2 separate regions of the Mus musculus genome follow, and region 2 is linked to region 1. Evidence: chromatin contacts called from public HiChIP or PLAC-seq data. All regions are on one chromosome and are shown on one strand. The core of a region is the stretch at or near the end of the contact, and the rest is flanking DNA. Distances in the headings are between cores, read along the strand shown.

Evidence for each region. HiChIP or PLAC-seq counts read pairs in DNA pulled down with a chosen protein or histone mark.
Region 2: a contact with region 1 is called in an H3K27ac HiChIP or PLAC-seq map of the HPC-7 cell line, with 8 times the contacts expected there. The contact joins the enhancer-like site here to the promoter of Slc24a3 in region 1. A contact is called at or near these places in 3 of 39 promoter capture datasets (HPC-7-derived erythroid cells and embryonic stem cells), 17 of 484 Hi-C or Micro-C datasets (ECoMG-derived neutrophils, LSK cells, bone marrow-derived macrophages and 10 more), 7 of 115 datasets of contacts at active chromatin or transcription factors (CD8 T cells, the HPC-7 cell line, double positive thymocytes and 4 more) and 2 of 9 other capture datasets (adipose tissue and liver).

Annotation. Positions count from the first base shown.
Region 1 is chr2:145,165,074-145,170,735 of GRCm38.p6, reverse strand. It overlaps Slc24a3 (solute carrier family 24 (sodium/potassium/calcium exchanger), member 3), which reads right to left and starts at 2,961. Exons shown (of 17, transcript NM_001356497.1): 1 at 2,539-2,961. The coding sequence starts at 2,677.
Region 2 is chr2:145,223,426-145,229,132 of GRCm38.p6, reverse strand. All of the region lies in intron 1 of Slc24a3 (solute carrier family 24 (sodium/potassium/calcium exchanger), member 3), which reads right to left. Among named protein-coding and RNA genes, the nearest start is that of Slc24a3, 59 kb to the right of the region's middle. Within about 2 kb of position 3,287, at least 101 of the 459 cell types and tissues checked have an H3K27ac peak or open chromatin away from gene starts, as enhancers often do. A contact at or near this core is called in CD8 T cells, ECoMG-derived neutrophils, the HPC-7 cell line and 10 more, where this site is marked.

The DNA of each region.
Region 1 (5,662 bases), core at 1,712-4,211:
TTGGACTTTCTTATAAAAAGAACTAACCACCCTTTTTATAAGAAAGAAAAAGAACAAGGTGGGGGTGGGAATCATGGGAAACAAGCCTCTGAGAAGATATCTGGTTATCTTTAATAATTACCACATGCCTTTAAACATAAAAATTACCTTTGGTTATTAGGAAGGTACCCCCCCCATGACCATATGAACACCACAGTCTTGCACCCTGAAGCAAGAAACAGAGCTGAGAACAAAGGTCACCTAAGGTTGGTTTATACCTCCACACCTCACTTCCTATATGACTTCACTCAGTCACCTTTTGTGAGTCCCAGTATCTTTAAAATGAGGTGAATTTTGAACCCTTTGCCAATGACACAAGGATAGTATGTAGAATGCCCCCCCCCCAAATTTCAGGATAAGAGTCTCTGCCCTGATGTTTATAATACTAAATGGCAATTCCCTAGGCAAAAATATCATTGGAAGATCTCTATGTGGTAAATAATCTGTTTAAAATTATCTCGAAAGAAGACTGTGTCTTGCTGCTCCAACACGGCTGTGCTTCACCTATTGAAAACATCAGTATCTAATGCAAGAAAAGGTGACTAGAGACCGAATTAAGACTAGCAAGTCATAGAGTTGGGGGTGGGGGCTGTAAACAGAGCCTGCGTAGCAAGGTCATTAGCATTGTTGGGTTTTTCCCAACTAAGTCTTCTTGCTATGCATGGAAGTGTTCATAAACTGGACATTAGCAGACAGGCTAGAGAAGTGAGAAAGAGAAGAGAAAGATAAACAAGAGAAGGAATGAGATGGGGGCATGCTATGGAATGATGTCTGAGTCAGTAACACCTGGAGAGAAATGTCAGGAAAACTATCTCAAAAGGGAAGAGTAGTCATCAGATTCTAAGTTCACAGTGTGTGATGCCTTATCAGCCCAGATATTCCAGCATCTGGTGGTAGCAGGAACGGAAACCCCTGCAATTGATCCACTTAATCCTATGGATCACATTCAACATCCAGGACAAATGTCTTTTATGCCCTGCAAAGTGCTGGGAAGCCTGTTACTCACAGGCTCCAACCTGTAGAGAAACGGCCACCAAGTGATTTGGAATAACTCTTGCCAACGGAAGCATAAACTATCTGCTGGCTTCCACTCACCCTCTTCGGGACAGTCAGTGCATACTACTTAGCAGGTCTGAATCTTCCCTTGGAAAAAAGTCTCACTTCATTCAAATAGTACAGCCCACCTCCCTCATGTCAGTACCCAGGGCCAGAAAATCAGAGATTCAAAAGCAATAGAGAGAGTCATGGAGTCTAAGGGTTTTGCTGAAGACCAGGCCCGCTTCTCTCCTATTACCATATATGATGAAGTCCGTAGAGAGATCTGCTAAGTTCAGAATGACCCCTGAGTTTCACCATGAGGCACCACACCAGCCATGGTGAGGGAAAACCCTTTCTTGATTGATGGCACCTTTTAAAATGTCACCATCGCTATCAAAATGCTTTTATTGTGTGCTTCAAAGCACCACGTATTAGAACTGTGCCTATCTTAACAGTACAGCACATAGCTGTAACTGTTTTACCCCACAATCATTTATTTGTCTGCTTCCCCACAAACCCTGATATTCGAAAAGCCAGGATAAGAAATCATTTTACGACCGTTATTCTTTCAAGTCTTTCCTTTCTGTGAGGTTGTTTTGTTTCTTTTTCTTACACAGCTGCACCCCAGAGTCCAAATTGTTTCCAATGGACAACTGTTTTGAGCACATTTCTCCCCAATGTCTATTTTAGCTCCAAAAAAAGCCAAGGGCAAAGATAAAACCAAACTATCGTGTGTGTGTGTGTGTGTGTGTGTGTGTGTACAAGTGTGTACACGTGTGTATGCACCACCAGCCAAAGCACCAAGGAAAAAGTGGGCAGCATAGAGTGGTCCGCCCCCAGCATCAAGTCGGTGAAAGGAAGCAAGCCAGCCTTGAGAAATGAATCCATGTGTTCCTGCTGAGCAACCCTTTAAGGGAGCATGCCCATTCCTAAACCCTGACTGGTAGCTATCACTTTCTCCTAACGGAAGTAAGTTCCCAGCACCTGTTCTTGGATCGCAAAGATGGCAAGGAGCATTCTCCACTGCCCACCCCACCTGTTCTGTGTGGAGAACACGTGGAGAACCGGCTGTGAGCTGGTCAGCCTACCCTGCATTCCCTCAGTAAGCCAGGAGTACAGGTGGTTGGTTACCTGCACAGGTACTGATTGCTGTCAGAACAACTTTATTACTAGCCTTGGTAGTGAAAGGGTCCCTCCCTGTCACCGCCGCCACTACCAGCCAGGCTGTGGGAAAGGGGCAGAAGGCAAGAGGAAAAGGTCTTCTTGGTGCCCAAGGGGTCACTCCTCCACCGCTGCAGTCCTAGAGCCCAGACCCCTTCCTCCCTAGCCCCGCAAGAGACCGGAGTGTCCCCGTGCCTGTTCGGTGTGGCTGGACCCAGCGCAGCTCGCCGGGCACCGAGCCCCGAGAGCCCGAACTGCTGGAGCCGCAGCGCCCACTCGGGGCAGGCGGCGAGCACTCACCCTTCTGCTCTCGCAGGCTCGACAGCGACCAGAGCAGCAGCGCCACCGAGGCCAGGAAGCAAAGCTGGCTCAGCAGAAGGTCCCTCCGCCGGCGGCGGCTGCGGCGGCGCGCGCAGTCCTGGTCGCCCGGCGGCGGCATCCTCGGACAGCCGGGCGGCGTCCCTGGCGGGCGGCGTCCGCTCGGGTCGCGGGCGGCCGCGGCGGGGACGGCGGCAGGAGGCAGCCCTGCGCGCAGCAGCCGCGCGTCCTCGCTGCGTTCCCACCCGGCCGCCGCCTCCTGCTTTCCCTCCTCCCGGCCGCTGCCGGTCTCCACGCCGTCGCCCTCGTCGCTATCGCTCAGTCCCTCCTCCCCCGCCGCCTCCTCCTCCTCGCCGCTCGCCCGCACCGCCGCCTCCCTGCGCTCGGGGTCCCTCTCCTGCTCGCGCGCCATGGCTCCCACGCTCCGCGCCCGCGTTCGGCCTGGGGCGGCGGCGGCGGGGGCGGCCGGGAGGCGGGGGCGGCGGGGGCGGTGGAGGAGGAGCGGGGAAGGACCGGCGAGAGGAGGGCCGGCCGCTGGCCACCCGAAGCAGGCCCTGACCTCAGGCTGCGGGAGTGCAGCTCGGGGTCGCACTCCAGTGTCCACGCGGGGGTGGGTGGGTGGGGGACTCGGAGCCGAGCGGCGGCCGGAGCGCGCCAACAGCTAGAGTGAGCGCAGCTTCCCGTACCCCACGGTGGGTCGGCGGCAGGGGGGCTGCGCACGGGAGGGGGACAGCGCCCGGGATGCTATGAGTCGCTGGCCAGCACCGCGGGGAGGGGGCGCAGGGAGGAGACTGGGCTGTGGAGGGAGCCCGGTGCACAGCCCTTCAACCCTTTGGTGCCCAGAGAAAGAGGCGGTGCGGTGGGGGAGGCCCGCTAGGCGGGATGTGGATAGACAGATCTCCACCAAGGAGGACTGGCCTGAAACTTTCAGAGAAAAGAAGGATTTCCTTGGCCCTCTTCCATCCGTTGCCTTAAGCTAGAGCGTCTAGAGTGTGCTAGGTGGCCAATTCCTAGCCACTGGTCCTGCCTCCTGCCGCTGGCCTCAGGGGTTCCCCTCTGCCCCCTGGTGGGGATCCCGGTGAGCCAGGCTCAAGTCCTGAAACTGGCCTCCTGGGGGGGTTTGGCTTATTAGGGTTGTCCTGGCTTCCCCCTCTGGCTAGGGTTCACATTTCGCTCTCTGAGGAGCTGAAGCAAGTCCAGTGTGTGGCTGAACCTGAGGGGGCCCTAGTAAGTTCCCTAGGAGGGAGACTCTTGGCCTTCTACAAGGACAATCAGTCCACCCCTCCCCCAAGATTAGAGCCCTAGGCCCCAACTCCCTAATTCGAGTTCTTCTGCCCCTGCCTATTAAAGATGTAGAGGCTGACATCCCCACCCCTATCTGCAGTACCATTGAAAAGGGCACCTAGTGATCCCAGGGGTTCACTCCCAGGGGCTTGGACTTCCCTAGCCTCATCCCAGGTACCTGCCTGCAGGATGGAAGACACACGACCCCAGAGGAAGGGAAGAAGAGATGTGTTTCCAAGTGGTGGTTAAACTTAAGTCTTATTCCAAAAGGATGGTCCTAGAAATCAGATATATGTTTGGATGGCTCTTGGGCCTGAGCAATCTAGCCCTCGGGAGTTGGGAGGAAGTGGGGAAACTCCATAGAGACTTCTCCCTGCCCAGGTCACAAGGGACCCACAGGATCAACTGTGAGTGACCTTCCATCCCATATAGTGTCAGATGTCCCCTGACAACATCTGGAGACATGGAAAGTGATCACAGGTGGTTTGTTTTCTGCTGAAGAGCAGAATTTGCTTTCCATGTGTTTATTCCCTCCCACTCCTATGTTGGCTGCCCCATATCCAGAGCACCTTCCCTGCAATGGCTAGGTGAGTCTTTGCTTAGGTCACCAGGTAACAAAGGAGGAACGCAAACTCTTCAAGTTCATCCAGATTGGAGCATCATGGAGAATTCTCCAATTCTGTCACCACTATCAAGCCTTCTTGATAGTGGTGACCCTTGAGGAATTCAGAGTAATCTCGACTTGTTAGGAAAGACACTCATATAGTGTCTCTAGTGGAAGGCAGGGAGGTGGGTGGGAGATGGGGATCTGGAAAATGCTGAGTCGGGGAATGAACACTAACTCATCGTGGGGTAGAAACTATCATAGACAGAAGGAAATGTGTGATCTGGGGGTTGGTGAGCATGTGTGTAAGGAAACGGGAGGACAATAGGGAAGACTAGAAACTGATGATTCTCGGGAAGACAGGGTAGACTCCCATGCCCCAAAGAAAGGACTCTGCTAGTTGATATTTGTTTTGAGAAATCTCCGAGTAAGAGGGGATAATGAGATAAAGCACCAGCAAGATCGATAGCTTCTGGAAGCTGCCAGACATCACTGGGAGCAGAAGGTGGGGATCTCTGATGCCCTCCTGACAGTAGTACCTTAGCTCAGACAGGCTCACTAATTCCTATGGTGAAGGCATCTCTGCAGGGATCAGGGCGGTCCTTTATCTCTTTCTCCATCCCTACCATCAGGTAAGTATAGAATAGAGCAATCTCTTGGTGCCCTATCAAAACCAAAGAGGAGGGGAGACAGCCTTGATGTTTGTTATTTATTTATTTATTTATCCATTTATTTTTTTATGTTATCTGTCTGACTCTGTGTTTGGGAGACAGATGTTTGAAAGAAGCAGGACCCAGAATGAAGAACGTGGTTATGATCTTTCAGTATCAGGAAGTTCACGAATTCCAACATGGCTGCTGCCTTTTATTCCCTAGTCAGTTTCACACTTGGTCTCACAGCTAGTGTGTGCTCAAGATGAAAATCCCACACCAACAGTTCTATCCTAGAAGGAGCTTGCTTGGAGAACAGAGCTTGACCCTTGGGGGCACTGGGCTCTTTCCCCTTCCAAGAATGAAGCAGGTGTGTTTATAGAGTCTCCATGTTGGCTGGAGGCAGGGCTTGCCCTCCCCGCCCGAGCTTTTACTTCCATAAGCACTTCACTTGGTAGTTGTGTGCAGAGTTCATGTAGGAAATAGAAACAACTCTATTGCTTTCACAGCCCTGCCATTGCACTACCAACAACAACAAAAATCAAAAGCCTTCCCAGGAAACTGAGTG
Region 2 (5,707 bases), core at 2,038-4,537, 58 kb before region 1:
ATGGTTAACTACAACAATTTGAATGTCCCCACAAAGCCTCACCTTTGGGAGGTGAGGCCTGGGGGCGGGGGTCTGAGGAGAAAGGATGCATGCCTTAAAAAAGACTTGGAATGCTGGTCCCCTCTTTCCTCTCTCTTATATTTCCCAGCTACCATGGAATGAACAGCTTTGCTCTTCTATGTGTGCCTGACCACTGTGCTTTGCCTCACCACAGTTCCAGAGCAACTAGGCAATTGATAATGACAAGCTCCAAGCATAGGATGCAAAATACACCTTTTCTCTTTACAAGTTAATTATCTCCACTGTTTTGTTACAGTACTGGAAAACTGATGAACATATTAATAAAGGGCCATCATCTCATGGGCCATGATGATTGGTTCTGACAAATAGCTACAACTAAACCAGGCCAGGCAAGCAAGAGTTCATAGGAATGAGATTCACCCATTTTCTCCCAGTGAATGTGAACCCGGAGTTAGGAAAGACAGAGCTTTTGAGTCTAAGGACACATCAGGCACACAAAGGTGACCAGAGACAACATCAAGAGGCAAGCAGCCAAGGCCCAGATGACATCATATGTTGACTTTGACAGATGAATCCAAGATGATCGTGAGCTTTTCAGTCACATGATGCAATGATTTCTGTCTGCAGTCTGAGGTGGTCTAGTCTTTCTGAGAGCAGTGGAAAGATTCCCACCCGACCTATGACTCATTTTTCCTAAAATCCCACCTCATGTAAAATCTGATGAAATCTAAAAGAAGCAGCCAGTACTGCTCTCATCCAAACCAGTTTGCCTTGCCATGCTATCATAGTGAGCCTTTCAGATGCCATCTATAAAACAAAGGAGCAGATCTGCAAAAGCACTGGGCTACTGTGGAGATTAAGATGGCCACATGGCATAAAGAGATCAATTCCAGGTGACAGGTGGTGAAGCAGGGCCCCTGAAAGTGGATCCTCTTGGTCTAAGCACAGATCCCCAAATATTCAGCCAGCCCTGGCAGCTGACAGGTAGGGGCCTGCACATTGAAATGGTGAAAGGCCCCAAATACCATCGTGTTAGGGCAGGAGTGCTTCTGATAGCAATTTAGTGCTGTCAACAGAGGGAAGTGTCCTGGTTTGGGGTCCCCAAAAGCCAACATTAGGAAGACAAAGACCTGGATGTAAGAGATCCCAGATCACATTATAAATTCCCATAGCGCACTGTTTCTGGGAACTTTATATTTGGAGGGGAAGGAGAGGAGACTAAGGGAGACTGGAAGGCAAGACAGGGTGGGGTATGGAGAATGTACTATGATACACCATGGAGGCCCTTACTCCTATCAAGGCCCAAGCCCACTGGACATTCGGTGATGTGTTCAGAAAGCCTTCCAAAATTGTCCATCTGAAGGATGAGTGCTGTGTTGCTACAGTTTCACCAGTTTAGAGAGTTTCCCCTAAAAACACAAACTCCCCAAAAACCAGCCGGTATTTTGAATGGGCCAAGCCAGCTTCTGTGTCTCAGGGATACCCCAGCTAGAAAGGGTTTCAGAATGAAATGAGGCATATCGCATCATTTCAATGGGAATCTGAATTCAAAGTGACCTGCCCACTACAGCCGTGGCTGAGACCCAAGGAGAGCAGACGAGATGTCTAGAGGGAATCCAAATGATGTCATTGACCAAAAGTAACCTTGGCCTTGTCTTTGATACAAAATCACTTGGACCAAATGGGAAAATGTGTGCAGAAGCAAATGGGTTCGGAGCTGTGATGGGCATTCTAATGATGCTTTCCTCTTTTCTCTCTTACCATGGAACTTGACTCCAGAAGAGAAACAGTGCCTTTGCCACCAAAGAGGCCAGGACAATGGAGGGGGCTGGTGGTACACTTTCTGTTTCAACACAAAGTCACTTCACTCTTGCTGCCCTCCATTCTTTGGGTCAAGCTCACACCTATCCAAGCTGGAAACTGAAGCCAGCAACAAGATTACTGCACTAGGGGTGAATGGAAAAACATGATCAGCCCCAGGCCCTCCTGTCTCAGCCTGAGTCTCAGGCCCATCGAGGGGCATGACAAGCTGGAGAAAGAGGACACTACTGAGCCTGACAGCAAGCGACAGGCTGGGAAAGGTGGGGTGCTAACCCACCACCACTTATCTCCTGACCCACAAGCAGGATTGATAGGATCTCATTGTCCCCCATGTGACTTTCCAAGGGCCCCTACATTTCCAGTTTCACAGAATTCCAACAAGCAGTACAGACCTCTGAGGCAGGCTTCCAACGACTTCCCCTTGAAAAAACACTCATTGAAAAGAAAACTCAATTCCTTAGGATTGGGTTTCTACCACATGCACCTAGCAGTAGACTCCTGGTCCCACTCAGCACAGTGTGTTCCTTGCAGGTTGCCTACTCCCTGCTCTCCAGCTCACATTCTGTCACCCAAAGCTATACTGGGCCAGTCCTTTCTGAATACTACAAGATACCCTGTCCGTTATAGCTTCCATGGTCTAGAAACATCAACAAACAAAGAATGCACACACACACACACACACACACACACAAATACACACACATACACAACGACACACTATAAAGGGGTAGTAAGGCAAGGAGTTCTGGCTATGAACAGGGCATATTGTCTCTTCTAGGATTATATATTATTTCTCTATGCCAGAAAGATAAATGGGTGGTGGGAACAGAGGTGTGTGCCAGGCACACACTGGGGTTGGTACCCGGTAAGCCCCATGGTAGATATCATGAAAGTGTCTTTTTCTCAAGACCACATTCACTCATCCCTATTGTGTCAGCAGGAAGTCATAGAGATGGAGTAAGCCTTAACTTCATGGTTGGGCCACTACTGTTTGAATAGCAGGAAGTTGCATGTGGACATGTCTCTGGTCTGGGAGAGATAAGCAACCACCAGTAAGACACAAAAGGAAGTTTGGTAATAGCTTCTAAGAAGGACAGAAGGTCCTCTTCACAAAGAACTGTTGATGTCATACATTGCTTTCTATGTGAAGAGGTGAGACCTGAAACCATGGCAATCTCTTTGCCACTATGAAAGAAGCTGGTTTTGAGATGAAGCAAACACAGGGGAGTGGAAAAAAAAATATGAAACTGGGATCTTGATGTGACCGTGGATCTGTTTACTCCTGGAGCCTTGATACCCCCATACTCTATTAAAAACATCTGTGATGAAATCACCAGGCAAATAAAGCATTTTAGATGTTTTATTTCTGACAATATGAAGTGCCATGCCTTCTGCTGTGGCAGAGCACTGCTATGAACCGGAAGACTCTGCTTCCTGTCTGGCATCCGCCTCCTTCTGCTCTGTGTCCTTACTGCCACAGAACTCCTGAGCAGCTGGTCCTCCATGTGTGAACTGTCTCACAGACCTGCCTGCCTGGACAAAAAGAGTTTTCATAAAGGTAGTAAGTAAACTCTCAAAGTTTCTCTTCTCCTTCTCAGAGCCCATACCCATCAGGTCAAAACATGCTCATCTGCTGGGTGAGGAAGAGCTCCTTGTCCATCAGGGCTGCCTAGCAGGCAGAGGAGGAGAGGAGGAGGCTGGAAAAGGATGCTCTCTGAGAGCCACATTTCCCTCGGAGATGTTCACTGAAGCCATGGCAGTGTTATGAATGTCACCATCTGTTTTCTGTGGCAGCATGAAACAAAGGTTGAGCCACACGAGGGGCTGGGGGGATCTGAGGTGTTGTAGAAAGTCATTTCTTGCTACCTCCTCCTCCCAAGGACACCCTGATCTGTGTTTTCAGTTGGCCCCTCTGTACTGATGACAGGCATGACAGACAGGAGCTCTTCAAGTCAGAGGAGTGTGTCTCCCTTGGCAGAGGAGTTTCTTATGGGAGGGCAGAGAGCATAAACAGCAAATGAAGTCATGAGCTGTGCTGTCCCTCGGGCCTCTCCAAAGGTCCAGAGAGGTCAGGGGTCTCATAGTTCTTTGATGGGAAGCAATAAACCAGCAAGCTATCTTCTTCCAGAGCAACCAGATCAGCTCTTTCCACAGAGTCATACAGAGGATGCACAGGGTGTGAACTAAGAAATGTTTTTTGTTTGTTTTAATCACTGGTTCTTTGTGTCCAGTTTTAGTCACTTAGGTTTCTAATCAATGCCACTCTTCCTACCATTCCTTCTAAATACAGCACAGATACAGTGATATCCCCTCCTTCAGTGATATATGCATGTTTGTCCTTTTGACGTTTGTCATTCTAGCTATGCCCACATCATGCCAGACATAGTCAAGAATGGACATTCCCATTGTGTTTCAACATCTCAATATGACAGCCATATTGTGGCATGAGGGTTGTTATTGCTACTCCTCAAATAAAAACAAGTCTTGGAGTTGTGTCTAATAACTCATGAAAGACCATAAACCATATATTGAATCCATAACATAGGTAGACAACCAGCAACACTGAATCTAAGATGAGCCTGATAATAGCCTTGGTAGATTTAAGGCGATCACCCCAAGTTCTAGGTGTTTGTAGGAGCAGAATGTGACCTGGATTCACCACTTTTTATCTCCAACCCAAGGATCTTTAGTAATTTTTTTTGATCTTTAGTATTTTAGTCCTTTATACTCCAGACATTTGAACTCTGAGCCAGCTCACTAGTAATTATCTTCCCCTTAGTGTTTGCATCTGAAACAAGGAGGAACTGGGCTGTTTTTACAGATATGATGGGAGATTCTGAAGGAGATTTTACAGTAGAGAGGGGAAAATAGTAAAGCTAGAGGCACTGCGAATGTGGGTGGTCAACTCTCACTGGTGAACATCTGAATGGCGCTCTGGTTTAAAATGTCTCTGTATGGTTTTACATAAAATATTGGAGACAATGTCACTAAGGTTTCATTAGTGCATTAATATTGATAACCCCATCGTGCAGTATCTGAAAGCAGAGCAAGCACCATGGCCAAGTTCAGTGTCCACAATGAGCCCTTCCAAGTGAAGCCATGTCTGGCTATGTGGCCAGGGTGCTTATCACTGACTGATCCTTAAACATGACAGTGTACTGCCATTCAGAGGAGCTTCTAAGATCATGATTACTCTGCCTCAGGGCTTAGGACAATATGCTGACACCCACTGTAGCCAAGCACCCTGAATATATCACTAAGGCACATCAGGCAGTGCGGAGCAGCCTGCTCCAGAACCATGACTACTCAATTCCTTACTCCAGAGACACGCCAGCTCTCCCAGTGTCTCAAGCTGTACCTTGGCTTCAGGCCCTTTTCCACAGGAGTTTGTCCTGTCTTCTCATCAGAGGTGTTGGTCAGCTTAACCTCAAGTAGCAAAACCTCATGGGCAAAAGTCCTCTCCGGACTGAGCCATGGAATGACTCATCTCAGGGGCAAACACTCTCTGTGCACCTCTATGAGAGCTCATGTGTGCTTCCTCATGAGGTCACTGTGCCTTGGAGAATCACCCAGTTAAGTTACGTGTGATTTGGGGTCTTTCCTGCACTAATATTAAATAGGAAGCCTTCTGCTTAGCTAGATTGTTTTACTGGTGATTTACTGCTAGAACCAGATAGGCCCAGATGCATGGAATTCCACAAATTGATCCCATCTGCTCTAACCTTGTGCTTGATCATGGCTGTGCAGGCTCCACCCCACCTTACTTTTCTCTGGAGATCTCTCCAGGTTTGTACCTAGTGAGGAAGTTACAGGAAAGAAAAAGCTCATTCATACCTTTCCCCTCACCCCTGCTTCTTGGAGTGGT